3 separate regions of the Mus musculus genome follow, and all the other regions are linked to region 2. Evidence: chromatin contacts called from public HiChIP or PLAC-seq and promoter capture Hi-C data. All regions are on one chromosome and are shown on one strand. Each heading gives the region's core, a stretch centred on a gene start, on an enhancer-like site or on the middle of the called end of the contact. The rest is flanking DNA. Distances are from core to core; before and after follow the strand shown.

Region 1 (4,484 bases), core at 1,714-4,213, 150 kb after region 2:
TGGACCTTGTGTTGGTTAGACAAGTGCCACAGCTACTGAGCTATGTCCCCAAATCCAACTAGACAGTATCTACAGATCATGAAATGTAAACCTCCCAATTGCCAAAATTAAAAATACCCACTGGCTTTTACTGCAGGAAACTCAAAGGCATGAAGAGTGTAATATTTTTATTAATATTAACATCATCTAGTGCTTGCATACTTCATTTTCCAGGTTCTGGAACTTTATGGATGATAGACTGTTCCTTTGATCTTTTCATGTCATTCAGAGCTCTATTTCCTGTGTAAACACCTTTTCCTGATAACCCACACTAGGTAGCAAGGCCCCTTAGTTACCCCCTAAGTACCCCTTATCTACCTTCAATCCAGAAAGTCTCAACACTCAGTTCTGGGGTCTATTTCTCCAACCAGTGAAAACTGAAACCTGCCAACCTTACTCTCTCCACTTCATGCCTGGCATGAAGTGGGTGCCCATAAAGGTTTGAAGCTGAATGGATGAATAAATGAAGTCAGACTTTTCAAATAGCTTATAAATCGTCTCATTGAATGTTAGCATAAGCCACATGTATATGAAAAATAGCTGCACTTTCAAAAGTCTGGAACAGAGTAGCAACCATACATGCTTTCTACACACTTACAGTGACTAGTCATATTGGGAAGCTGGAGAGTGTATCTCGGGGGAGTCTCACTGGCCTGGTATGCACAGATCCTGAGTTCAGTCTTCAGCAATGCCAAAGAGGAGATAGGTGGACTTGTGGAGGATTGGGCTGGGAGGAACCAAGGTGAATGGATGAGCCTGAGATTTACTTCAGCCTTTGGGATGAGATGGGGCCTCTTCAAAAGAGGTGAGGGACACAAGACAGCCAAAGTCATTACCAGAAGAGGTCACAGTTATCCCCTAGATGTCTCCAGGGTCTTCCCCAACCTGAATTACTCACTCCTAGCCTTGAGCAAACTCCCCACCACCACCACCCCATAACATGTCTCCATGCTTTTATGGTTTAATTTCAAGATTTTATATTCATTTGTTCACTCATTCAATCATTCATGCAGGTGTGAGGATTCCCATGTTGTTCAGTATGGTCTTAGTCTTCTGTGTTCAAATGATCCTTCTGCCTTTACCTTTCATGTAGCTGGGAGCAGAATGACCCACTGGCTTCACATTTATCATCTTAAAAGGCTAAGCTAGGCATAGTAGTAGCTCATGTCTAGAATCCTACTGTTCAGGAGGTTGAGACAGGAGGGTTGCCTTGAGTTGTAGGTCAGCTTTGGTGTACACAGTCAGTTTCAGACCAACCTGAATGACCTAGCAAAAAACCCTTTCTCAAAACACCAAATCAAAAACTACAGTGAAAGAGAGAAACTGAAGCAGGAGGATCTCAAATTCAAGGCCAAATTGTCATACTTAGTGAGTTCAAGGCTAGCCTAGGCTACATGGTAAGGCTGGCTCTTCAAGGCTAGCCTAGGCTACGTGGTAAGGCCTGGCTCACTCAATGACTCAGTTAACTGATCAATGAAAACTGGAGATACAGCTCAGGTAGAATATTTACATAGTGTGTATGAGGCCTGGGTTTATTCCTAGAATCTTGCCAAATTTGAATTTGTAAGTACTGCATTGTTTTCTTGTCTATTTTTTTTTTTGAACCAGTGTCTTGTTGTGTAGCTTAGACTACTTTCAAATCTTTATACCCCTTCCTCAGCCTCTTGTTGCTAGGATTATCGTTGTGTGCCACCATGCCTTGTTACACACACACACACACACACACACACACACACACACATATATATATATATATATATATTTTTTTTTTTTTTTTCCTGAGACAGGGTCTCACTCTGTAGCCCTGGCTGGTCTAAAACTCACTATGTAAACCAAGATGGCCTCTACCTCACAGAGATCCTTGAAATATTTCTTTTGACAAAAATGAGTTTGGAGACCTGGTTTGAGTAGGATTTATTTATTCTTCTATATTCATGTTGAGCAACCCAAGCTGGGTGTCAGAATCTTTTCCTTATTACAATACTGAAACCCCAGCTCTTTCCCAATATCAAAACCCAAGTCCTTCCTCTTTTTAAAGGGGACCTGCTCCTCCCCCTTTATTTTTTCCTCTGGTTAGAGGAAATTCACAGAGCCAAGATTTAAAACTGGGGGTAGGAGGGTCATCTGTTGAGGGCTCCCTGGCTTTAGGAACACGGCCCGCCTCTTCACTTCCTGACGTCATGCTATTTTTGTCTCTGTATAGCTCATTGACACGATCGCCTCGGAGATCGGAGAACTGAAACGGGAGATGGTGCAGACAGATATCAGCCGGGAAAATGGCCTGGAACCTTCTGAAACCCACAGGTGATCAAAGACAAAGCTAGGTGCTTGTTGCAGCGAGCTGGGGGACGCAGAGAAGCTGGTGAATGAAGAGGGCTGGCAATCCTGTCACTCCTTCAAAGTTTGGGCACTGGGAGTGTGGTGATACCACCAGATGAAATTCTCTGTAGGAGGTGGGAGTGGCCTAGAAGCTCCTTGCCTGCTTGTTTATTTTAATTGCTTTGAAGGCACTTGAACTTTCTACCTTCTTGATTCCTCCTGGCACCAGAACCGGGAAATTGTCAGTCACGTATCACAGTGATGGAAAGAGTAATACAGCGGACCTTCCGTGCATGAAGTAGAATTCAGTATAGCCCTGGAAGTCTCCAGAAGGTTTAAAGGGGAGCAACTAAAGAGGATGGACCCATTTTGCATTCTCAGGTCAGAAAAATCCTCAGATCTACAATAGCTATTAACCTGAAAAGCCATCAGGGGGTTTATAACTAAATGAGGTCATAAATGGCTGTGCCAATTTGGCATGCTGCATACTCTTTGAATATGTAGGAGGGGCTGGTTTTGCACTGGAAAATTATCTTTACAGGGGTCAGAGGTGAGGTTGTAGGTTGAAGGTCAAACCTCTTAGCTCTTTGATAGAGCCTTAGTTGTTGGCAGAAAAGCAGAAGGTCATTGCTACTGAATGATGGGCGTGTTGGTTGGGGCCTAGAAAACCAGGTTCATCACCCCACCCCCTCTTCCCTGCTTGAGGCTGCATGGAATAGTACAAAGTTAAGATTTATTATGTGAGTCTGCTTGCAAGTCACAGGACACGCAGACAAACCAGGTGACACTGGTTGCCCAGGCAAGTTTCAAACCAGCCTGACTTGTTCTCTGCCCAAGACTGAGGGAGGGGAAAAAAAAGCCACCAATCAAGGGAGGCGGTTGCTAGGCAGCTAGAAGGTGGTGCTGGAGCTGCATTTGCCTTAGCTGGGCAAGTTCTAGGTACCCTCTACTTCCTGGCCATTTCTACAAAGTAGTGGAGGTAGACCAGGTGTCCTTCCATGCTTCTTGGCTTTTAGTGCTTTCTTTATACCCTGGTGTGAATGGACTTTGATTAGTTACATTGTTTTCTCCCATAAACTTGACACACATGCTCAGTGCACAATGGTTTTCAGCTAGAGATTTTCCCCCCATCTCATATCCATAGTTCAAAGGCTATTCTTGGAACTTTTGTGCAGGGTTGAGCTTTAGTCTCTGCACTGCTATATGTAAGCAAAACTGGAGTCTAGGCTGATAAGGAGTAGAATTTAGTGACATTTGTTTTGTCTATGTCTAGGAGAAATGGAAACCATGTCCCCAAGCTCTGCAGGGGACAGACACAGAGTGAAAAAGATCTCCTCTAAGTATAAGTCACAGGGGTTATTAAGGTTTTGGGGGGGGGGTGGGCTGCAAACCATTGAGATCTTACTTCCTGACCTCAGCAGATAATAGGGTGAGAGCTGGAGTTCATTTAATCACTAACATTGCTTGTGTTTATTTGTGGTGCATGCTGAGTATATGTTGCACTTCTGAGGCTCACTACACTGAGTATACCACACTCCCAGCCCTAATATCTCTTTTCATCTTTTTCTTTCCAAATTTAAGAATGATCAAAAGTGTGGGACGTGACTGGTCATGGTAGTGAATGCCTTTAGTCCCAGCAGAAGTAGAGGCAGGCAATCTCTGTGAGTTTGAGCCTAACCTGATCTACATAGCAAGTTCCAGGTCAGCCAGAGATACATAATAGATAAACCTGGTCTCAAACAAATCAGCAAACAAAACCAAAAAGAATGACCAAAAGTACACCACAATAACATATTTGTTCAAACTAATATCCTTGGATACTGTGTTCATTAACATGGAATTTACTCATTTTTAGAGGTACCTTACTTGCCAGACATAGTAGCAAATATTTGTTTTATAGATAGATAGATAGATAGATAGATAGATAGATAGATAGATAGATAGATATAGCGAGATAGAGATAGAGATATTGTGCTTATTATGTGTTGGCCTCAGGAGTTTGAAGCTACCAGCCCATTGTATCTCCTAACTATTATAAAAGACAGAGAGAGGTCCATTATTAAGCTTGTTCTACTCATGTGGAAATTGATAATGTGGCTAAAACATCAAACCAACAATTCTTGGTC
Region 2 (4,067 bases), core at 623-3,122:
GCTTCTACACTGGGGTTTCCGGCTACAGCAGATGGTGAAATCCACTGCTCAAATCCTCGCGAATTTCTATCTTTCCCCTCAGAGTCTATGCCCCTCCCCCATTCCCCCCAGATACTCTGCTAAACTCCCTCTCTTATTTTCCCAGGACCACCTGCAGGAGGGGTCTTCCACAGCCCAACACGATTTCATTCTATAACCTGGGACACACACACACACACACACACACACACACACACACACACACACACACGAGGGTTCCAGCTATCCTTTTTTTCCTTCATCGCTATCTAGTCTAATGTCCCAGTAATTTGCCTGTGGTGTGCGCTACTTCCCTTCTGCCAGCCCATCCTTATCCCTCTGCATGTCATAGCCACCAGAGGAGGGAAGATGATTTCTTCTCCAATACATCTCAAGCTTAGAACCCAGCCGGATGCATAGCTATTACTAAATTATTAAGCAGGCGATTCGGTACACAAAGAGAAGTGCAGTTGATGGCTTAGGTTTTGCTGGTGCTGGGCTGCTGGTACTGAGTGGTAAGTACTGTTTTGGCTTGTTTTCGCTTTTAATTTAGAAGCCTGCTTTCACAAGCATCTATTCTCTGCCTTAGGTGGGAAGTAAGCACATACAAAGATAAGGTCTCTATTCCTTTTCCAATTCTGGGCAAAACAAGAGTCTCTTTGAACACCCTTAAGACTCTCTTTGTGACACCGGCCACTTAGGTAATTGCTAGCTCAGCTTACAGGGTCTCCGTTTCCCACACCGCTCCTTCCCTTCCTTCCTGCGAAGGTTAGACTTTGGAGAGTAGGGCCAACCCCATCTCCCAGACTGGTGCCCTGCGGCAGCACGCGTACAAACCCCAGCAGCCACGCCATCGCCGACCCCAGGGTGTGGACCGCGCCTCACGCCCCCCCCCACTACTCCCACCCCCTCCACCACCACCCAACTCCCCATCTCCTCGCAGCTGGACTTCTCCAGCCTGCGTGGCCCTTTCCCCGGATCCGAAGTCGGTCTAATGCTTGCACGCATCTGAGGAAGAAAGGAGAAAGGGGAAACCTCCCAGAAACAAACTCTGGCAGTGGAGACAGGCGCAGAGGGAACCGGGTGGATCGGAGGAGGTTCAGGGCGGGTCCAGACAAGTTTGCTCCGGGTTAGGTAAACTTTTCGATTCCCAATCCATACGCCCCAGTTTGAAAGTTCCTGGTAACCCGGCGATTGCCCGAGGGTAGGCGGGACCAGGGGTCGCGCAGGCGCCTTGTTCTTCAACTCCAATCAGCTCGCCCCGACTGGGTCCCAGAGAAGCTGGGAGGGGACCCCAGAGGAGATCTTCAGAGGGGCTGGGCGGAGGCACACAAAGCCTTTCTCTCCTCCCTCCGGCCACGCCCCTTCTCTCCTCGGCCTCTTCTTCCTCCTCCTGGGCGGAGAATTCTAGTCCTACTCGGTCACTGACCTGCCGGTCGCCCCCGCCTCCCAGATCTGCACCAAGGGAGCAAGGTAAGGGGTGGCAGAGGCGGAGACCACACCTCAAGTGGGAGAACCGGGCACCATGCGCGAGGTGCAGTTCCCCACTGCCCTACTGTCGCTTGAGATAAGGAGAGAGCCAACCAGCTAGCGTCCTCAGCGGTCCTAAAGGACCGATAGTGGAAGGAGCAATGGGCAGCCAGGACACCAGGACTTGAGGCAGAGTGACATTCTGGAGTCGGATTCAAGGAAGATCACGGGGTGTCCTCGGCTGACCTTTGCAGAGATTGGGTAGGGGGCAAGCCACCGAGGGTGAGGGCCGGATGATTGGCGGTGCAGGTGCGTGTGCATACGAGCGTACCCAGGAGCTGGGAGGTAGAGAGATCTTTGTTGAGTTCTACCTGCGGCGCCGCCTGCCGTGTGTCAAATGCGCCTGTGCTGGCCAGATCCCAAGAGTCACAGTGCTGAGTTGCAGAGCACACATTGTGATCCGCCACTTTCTCCTTACAGCGAGGCAGAGGGGTCAGCGAACCCCCGGCAGGAGGGTGCTTGGGCTGTTGCAGGCAGTGATTGAGGGCGGTACAGCTATTAGTGCAGGGGTTCTGGATTCCAGCTGGGAAGGGACAGGGCCATTTTCCCCCTTGAAGGCCTATGGGTTTCCCCCTCTGAGCTGTTACTCCTCTCTTAGCCTGGGCTCCCTGGAGCTTGGCGTCCCACACTCATCCTGCGATGGAGGTTCTTCGACGGCTGGAGCATTGCAGGGTTTGCCGAAGTTCAGCCGGAAAGTGATGCTGCCTTGCCAAGAAATACAAGGCAAGGTCGGCCTTTGGGCCTTGAGAGGCGCCTCTCTTCTCAGAGCCCTCAAGTCCCTGGGGGCTTTCCTAGTTCTGCTGCAGAAGCAAAAAAAAAAAAAAAAAGCAGCCTCTGAACACAGTGCAGCCTCACTTTCTTGCAGAGCTTGGACACATTGTGGTTTCTTAGGACCATGGTACATTCACCAACCGGACTTTGTAAATATTGAAGCAAAAATAAACACTTGGCAACACTCAGAAATTAAGATAAATAGTAACCCCAGCACAATGCTTTTTAAAAAGAAACTTGTTTCCAAAGATCTGTGACGAGCAAAATGTCAACATTTTAAATAAACACAGGTGCTGGCTGTTTTGTTGGGGCATTGTTGCTCAGTGGAACCAGAGCCCCCATTTGTCCCTGCTTCGTGGTTTATGAGGGTTGACAATGGCATGCAGCAGATTGGGCAAGCTGGGCTTTCTTCATCATCTTGTTTATTGACTGCAGAGCTTTTATTAACCTTTCCCCTAGTTCAGGCTGGGGAGGATGTTTTGATAAGGGCACAGAGGGGCTCATTTTCCTTCTGGCCTCAGGCTCCCTATGTCTCTGGACTTTCATATCCTTTAGTGCTTTCACCTCCTTAGGGGACATTGGCTTTTAGAGGGGCTGCAAGGAGCCTTTATATTTAGGACTTGGGAAGAAGGGCGTTGACAGGACCTTTAGTTTGGGTTTTTTTTTTCTAGGTCATTGAGGCTGAGGCATGTGATGGAGAAGGACAACCAGCTCCTAGGAATGCCCTCATGTGCATGGGTTCTCTGATTAAGTTCCCTCTAGGGTAGGTGAGTGCTTGTTGAGAGATGACACCCGTGCTGCTTTGAATTCCAATGGACCCAACAGGCTCATGTGTTTAGATGCTTGGTCTCTAGTAGGTGGAACTGTTTAGGAAGGATTAGGAGGAGGTGTGGCCCTGTTGGAGGAGATATGTCACTGGGGACTAGGAGTGGACTTTGAGGCTTCAAAATTCATGCCATTCCCAGTGTGCTCTCTGCTTCCTGTTTGTGGATCAGGATATGAGCTCTCAGCTGCTGTTTCCATCATATCTGCCAGCCTATTACCATGCTCCCTGAATCATGGTGATGGACCCCTGTCCTCTATCCCTCTGGAATTGCAGGCCCTAGATAAACCCTTCTCTAATTTGCCTTGGCCATAATGTTTTATCATAGCAATAGGAAAGCAACCAAAACACCACCCCCCAGTGACTTTCATTCTCCTCCAAGGGGGCCCTCCCCAGGGCCTCTCCAAAGTCAAGGTTTGTGCCTACTGAAAGAGTTGTTTAGCTCCCTAGAAGCAACCTCCTTACTTAACTAAGTCCTGGTCCTCTGCTTAGAGACAGATACATCCTATCCTTTCTCAGGGGTGAGTTGCTTTGGGAGATCCCCGTCATTGAGCCCACTCTTCATGTGCATCCTGTACCATAACATGTTGCTGTACTGTCCAACCCCTATCGGTCTATCCAGGCTGTCTAAAGATCCTTCAAGAGTCTTAATGGTTTTAGTAAGGAAGGTTGCCCTGCCTTCCTCCTCCTTTTGCCTGGTGAGACAGCTACCACCACTGGAAGAGTGTGTGTGTGTGTGTGTGTGTGTGTGTGTGTGTGTGTGTGTGTGTGCGTGTGTGTACGTTCGTGCATGTGTGTGTGTGTACATGTGTGAACATATGTGATATCACTCCCAATGCATATGCCCTGAGCTCTACTTCTCCACTGTCAGCTTCCCAAAGCCAAACCCTAACCCTTGTGACTTGCCACTGAAGGAGTGTGGGTC
Region 3 (4,371 bases), core at 1,426-3,925, 210 kb after region 2:
GATACTAAGGATTAATAATTTGTAGCAAAAGTTGCTGTAGAGATCTTAAATTGTGGATGGTAGGGTCAGGAAAACTCTAAACAAAAAGCCTGATATGGGCTGACTTGGCTTGTGGCTATGGCTAAATGGTAGAGCCCGTGGCTAGCTGCACCCTAAAGCATTGCAAAGAAAGAAAGGGGGCGGGGGAATCTCCATCGATGACTGCCAACAGCAAGGCTGCTTTGCCAGGTTCAACCCCAATGCGGGTTCACGGGCCTGTTACCCATGTTCCTGAGAGGTGAAACCATTTCAATCCTGCACATGGGTCAGAAAGAGTTCTGCAAGGCTCCCTGTGGGCAATTAAAGGCTTTGGCCATGAAAGTGACACTTCTTTCTCACTTGATTGCAATGAACTTCTGGTCTATGAGTGAATCAATTGTCACATCTGCCCTCTTTAATGTGTGTCTCCACTTCTGGGGGACAGGGATACAGGTTCTCATAATCTCCTGTTCCCCACCTCTGTCTTGAACACATAGTAGAACTCTAATGGATATTTTGTCCTTCTTCCCCTAAACTCTTTATGTAGTGTTTCTGTCCTATGGGGTATTATAAGGCATCTATTGATGATATAAGATTTATGGAAGGACTATGTCTTTAAATACAAAATATGTAGCATGCAGAGAATTCTCACTACGCCCTCAAAACGCCCTCTAGTGGCACTCAAGCACATTTGCAAATTCTTCAGCAAGCAACTGATTTATTTTTAAGACAAACCAAGAAAAATACATAGATATCTTAAAATGTCTCTTGTCTGTCAGCACTCCTCACTGACAGGAGAGATGAATTTTAATGGCACTCTCAGAGGGACACCACTGTATTTAATATATAAATCTCTTCTCTTAAATGTGGCAACAGGAATGCTATGGGCTCTTGGGTGTTCCCTGCCCCTGGCACAGGCTTGGATCACTCCATAAATGTGTGTGAGATGAATGCTTGAGTAGAGATGAGTGATACGCTGTAGGGTGTGAGTCTCTGTGGAAGCGATGGAGAAATCACCGTCTACTTCCATGCCTGTAAGGCTCTGCGCCTGAGAATTCAATCAACCACAAGCTGTAAAATTTAAGGAAAAAAAATGAAACAAACACATATAAACTTTTTAATTGTCCTTTCCCCTAAGCTCTTTATGTAATGTTTCTATTCTACAGGGTATTTTAAGTCATCTAATGATGATGTAAGATTTATGGGAGGATTATGTAGATCATATGCAAATGCTGTGACTTTTTTAATGATGAATTAAGCATCCATAGATTTTAGTATACAGGGGTCAGTCCCTAGACTCTGTCCCTAGAATTGTATGACATTAACGTCTGTGCATCTCCGCTGCCATCGCCAGTGTGACACTCCTAAGGACCCATTTTCACTGCTCTTCCAGGAGGCTATTACTTGACCAGTGCCTATGGGGCGCTATCTCTGATAAAGAATTTCCAAGAAGAACAGGCTGCGAGACTGCTCAGCTCCGAAGCCAGGGACACGCTGAGGCAGTGGCACAAGCGGAGAACCACCAACCGAACTATCCCCTCCGTTGACGACTTTCAGGTACACACCCAAGTCCAAGTCCCAGCCCTGCTTCCCCGTCTCCAGGGAAGGTAGAGCTATTTCCTACAGCACATGGCCTTAGGGCCTGAGGGCCTGGCTCAGGGGGAGTCACCTTGTAGAAAAGGAATAATGAAGCCACCCTCTGGTCACTCCAGTGTCTTTAGACGTGTACACAGATGCACCTCGACTTTCAAAGGTCCATGTTCTCACTGGCTACACTAGAAGAGAAAAGTGCACTAACTGTATCTAACCTATCAAACATGGTAATGTAGGAAAACAGTGGGCACCTGTGGGGAAGATTTGTTGTATCGAATTGTGATCTTGTTGCTGATTGTCAGGGCCAGTTCATCACTGCTATCCAGCCTTATCTGGTGGATGGTATTCAATATAGCCAGCCTGGGGGTGGGGGAGGTTATAGATTCAAAACCTGGCTGTTAGGATAGTTCAGTGGTAGACCAAATGTGCAATGTCCTGGGTTCCTTCCCTAACACTTATAGAAAAAAGAAGGAAAAATAAAAGTAAAAGTCAAGACATAGTCTCTACTGGGTGTGACTCACTTTTAAACATAAAGATAAATATAATTATCTCCACATAAAACATACACACAGTTGGCCTGCTGTTAAATACCTAACCCAACAAAATGTCCAAAGGAGAAAGCCGAGGCAGAGGGAACGGATATCCAGTTTCCTCAGGAAACAGCAGTGCTTATCCTGCAGCGCCCCCATCCCCTCCCCCCCTCCACCCCTGTTACCCTTTGGGAAGTGGGGGAGGTGCAACAAGGTATCTTTCTACCGCCACCCCTCCCCACTTTCTCCTTCAAGTTCTAAACCGAATCCCCTGGAATCAGTCCGGCTCTTAGGACAGCACCTCAGTTTGAGAGGTCGAGCTGCTGTGTGGTCCCCATAGGGTGACACAGAGCCTTTCCCTGGCCCAGCAACCCCCGAGTTCCTTCTGTCTGTGCAATGGGGATCGGATCTGCAGCTCTCTTTGGGCAATCATCTGAAGGCTCCTGTGGAAGCCTGAAACGTGGCTGTGCTTTATTTCCAAGTGCTGCACAGCCAGTTCCCTAGCAGGAACCTGAAACGGCAGGATGTATTTGCCTTTGTGTCCAGATTCTCCTCCCTTGCCTTCCCCCTCCCACTTCTCTGAAAACAAGCCTTGGTTCAAAGTCAAGCCCGTGCTTGAAAAGCAAGGTCAGCATGTTCTCCAGGACTGCAATTTTCTCAGAAATTCCTTTCAGACACACCAACTACAAAAGAACAACACATGCTGTGCGCACACACACACCTGCTTAGGTTGTTCAAGAGCATCCACACGGTGAGTTGTTTAGCTCATGCAGACGTTGGGCTACTGCCATATCGGATATGCAAGGAGATGGGGGTCCCGAGAGGCTCACTGTCTCCTAAGGCACCTACATGACTCTTAATGCCAAGCTTGCAGCCGGCTCCTTTTACTTCCCCAGCATCACGTTATGCTTAGTCAGCCCCGTCTCAAAAGCCTTCTGGCAGAATCAACATCCCTTCCCTGATTCTTCCCACATTTCAGCCCCAGCCACTGGGAGACTGGGAGTCTTATGTAAGGTGGCGCCGCATGAGATCACCATTTGGGGAGAGTGGTCAGACCTCAGCAGTTTGACCAAGCATTGTTGTCTTTGGGTAGGCTTCCTAGAATGGCACAAAGCAAGCATCATGGGTGCTGGTATGTCTAGATGTTTTAAATCCCTTCCTGCTAACTGCTGCCCCAGACTCTCCTGCTGTTTGGGTTATTTTTCAAGCTGAGAAAAATCCCACTTTGGATATGGTTCACACTCTTAGTCAGGATCTCTTCAGCAGCTGGCCTTATAATGGATATAGAAAGATGAAAACCAGGGCTGGCGGGACTTCCTGTTGTTTCCCTTTGCAATGAGTTAACACGTGGCAGTTCAGTCCCCGCCATGGTCTCTGCCACTGTCCAAGTACAGATCAGAATCTTTCCTGGCAAGAGCTGTGTGGTCTGACTAAACATCTGGACAAGCCCGAGCCTTGAGTGGCTCTCCAGTTTGGCCTTGCACTTACCTCTGAACAGCGTCTGTTTTCTTTTCTGCGCTAGCTCCTGACATCTCTGTTTTCCCCTTGCAGAATTACCTCCGAGTTGCCTTCCAAGAGGTCAACAGCGGATGCACTGGGAAGACCCTCCTTGTGAGACCGTACATCACCACAGAGGATGTGTGTCAGCTCTGTGCTGAGAAATTTAAGGTGGAGGACCCTGAAGAGTACAGCCTGTTTCTCTTTGTTGATGAGACATGGCAACAACTGGCAGAGGACACTTATCCTCAGAAGATCAAGGCCGAACTGCACAGCCGGCCTCAGCCCCACATCTTCCACTTTGTCTACAAACGAATCAAGAGTGATCCTTACGGGGTGATTTTCCAGAATGGAGAAGACCTCACTCCCTCATAGGGGACACTTGGGACTTCCCATTGATACATCCAAAAAGGGAGCTGAGAGTCTAGCTTTCTGGCTGCCTTGGGTTTGAGCTTAGAAGACAGCCACCTCCTCAAGCATCCCTCAGTTCAGTGACTAAGCCATCCATAGGCTGATTTGGCCAAGGGCATCCTTTAGATACATTGCCCAGATGAGGTAGCTGAGATTTGGGAAATAGTAAGACTCTCATCCAGAAATGGTAAATTGCATTTAATGGTTCAGGTGTCCTGAGATCACTGGTTAGTTAACTAGTTAACCTTAGCCAGCTTCAGGGTTGGCTTACACATCTGTATATGTGCTGAGGAAACACTTAAGGTACAAACTCTTCTCTTGG

What was found. HiChIP or PLAC-seq counts read pairs in DNA pulled down with a chosen protein or histone mark. Capture Hi-C pulls out chosen DNA fragments and counts their contacts.
Region 1: a contact with region 2 is called in a promoter capture Hi-C map of adipose tissue. The contact joins two enhancer-like sites. A contact is called at or near these places in 4 of 115 datasets of contacts at active chromatin or transcription factors (bone marrow-derived macrophages, embryonic stem cells, kidney and 1 more) and 2 of 9 other capture datasets (adipose tissue and pancreatic islet).
Region 3: a contact with region 2 is called in an H3K27ac HiChIP or PLAC-seq map of embryonic fibroblasts, with 3 times the contacts expected there. The contact joins two enhancer-like sites. A contact is called at or near these places in 1 of 39 promoter capture datasets (the 3T3-L1 cell line), 1 of 15 datasets of contacts at CTCF or cohesin (the NIH/3T3 cell line), 3 of 484 Hi-C or Micro-C datasets (Sertoli cells, muscle stem cells and uterus), 11 of 115 datasets of contacts at active chromatin or transcription factors (bone marrow-derived dendritic cells, craniofacial prominence, embryonic fibroblasts and 5 more) and 2 of 9 other capture datasets (adipose tissue and embryonic tail).

What each region holds. Positions count from the first base shown.
Region 1 is chr2:145,820,023-145,824,506 of GRCm38.p6, forward strand. Rin2 (Ras and Rab interactor 2) reads left to right here. Exons shown (of 13, transcript NM_028724.4): 3 at 2,243-2,343; 4 at 2,588-2,739. The coding sequence starts at 2,717. Among named protein-coding and RNA genes, the nearest start is that of Rin2, 36 kb to the left of the region's middle. Within about 2 kb of position 2,964, at least 101 of the 459 cell types and tissues checked have an H3K27ac peak or open chromatin away from gene starts, as enhancers often do. A contact at or near this core is called in adipose tissue, bone marrow-derived macrophages and kidney, where this site is marked.
Region 2 is chr2:145,674,094-145,678,160 of GRCm38.p6, forward strand. No RefSeq gene overlaps it. Among named protein-coding and RNA genes, the nearest start is that of BC039771, 25 kb to the right of the region's middle. Within about 2 kb of position 1,873, at least 204 of the 459 cell types and tissues checked have an H3K27ac peak or open chromatin away from gene starts, as enhancers often do. A contact at or near this core is called in the NIH/3T3 cell line, adipose tissue, bone marrow-derived macrophages and 5 more, where this site is marked.
Region 3 is chr2:145,881,911-145,886,281 of GRCm38.p6, forward strand. It overlaps Rin2 (Ras and Rab interactor 2), which reads left to right. Exons shown (of 13, transcript NM_028724.4): 12 at 1,412-1,575; 13 at 3,693-4,371. The coding sequence ends at 4,013. The region is part of intron 2 of Gm39954 (a long non-coding RNA gene); the gene reads right to left. Among named protein-coding and RNA genes, the nearest start is that of Gm39954, 10 kb to the right of the region's middle. Within about 2 kb of position 2,676, at least 82 of the 459 cell types and tissues checked have an H3K27ac peak or open chromatin away from gene starts, as enhancers often do. A contact at or near this core is called in the NIH/3T3 cell line, adipose tissue, embryonic fibroblasts and 3 more, where this site is marked.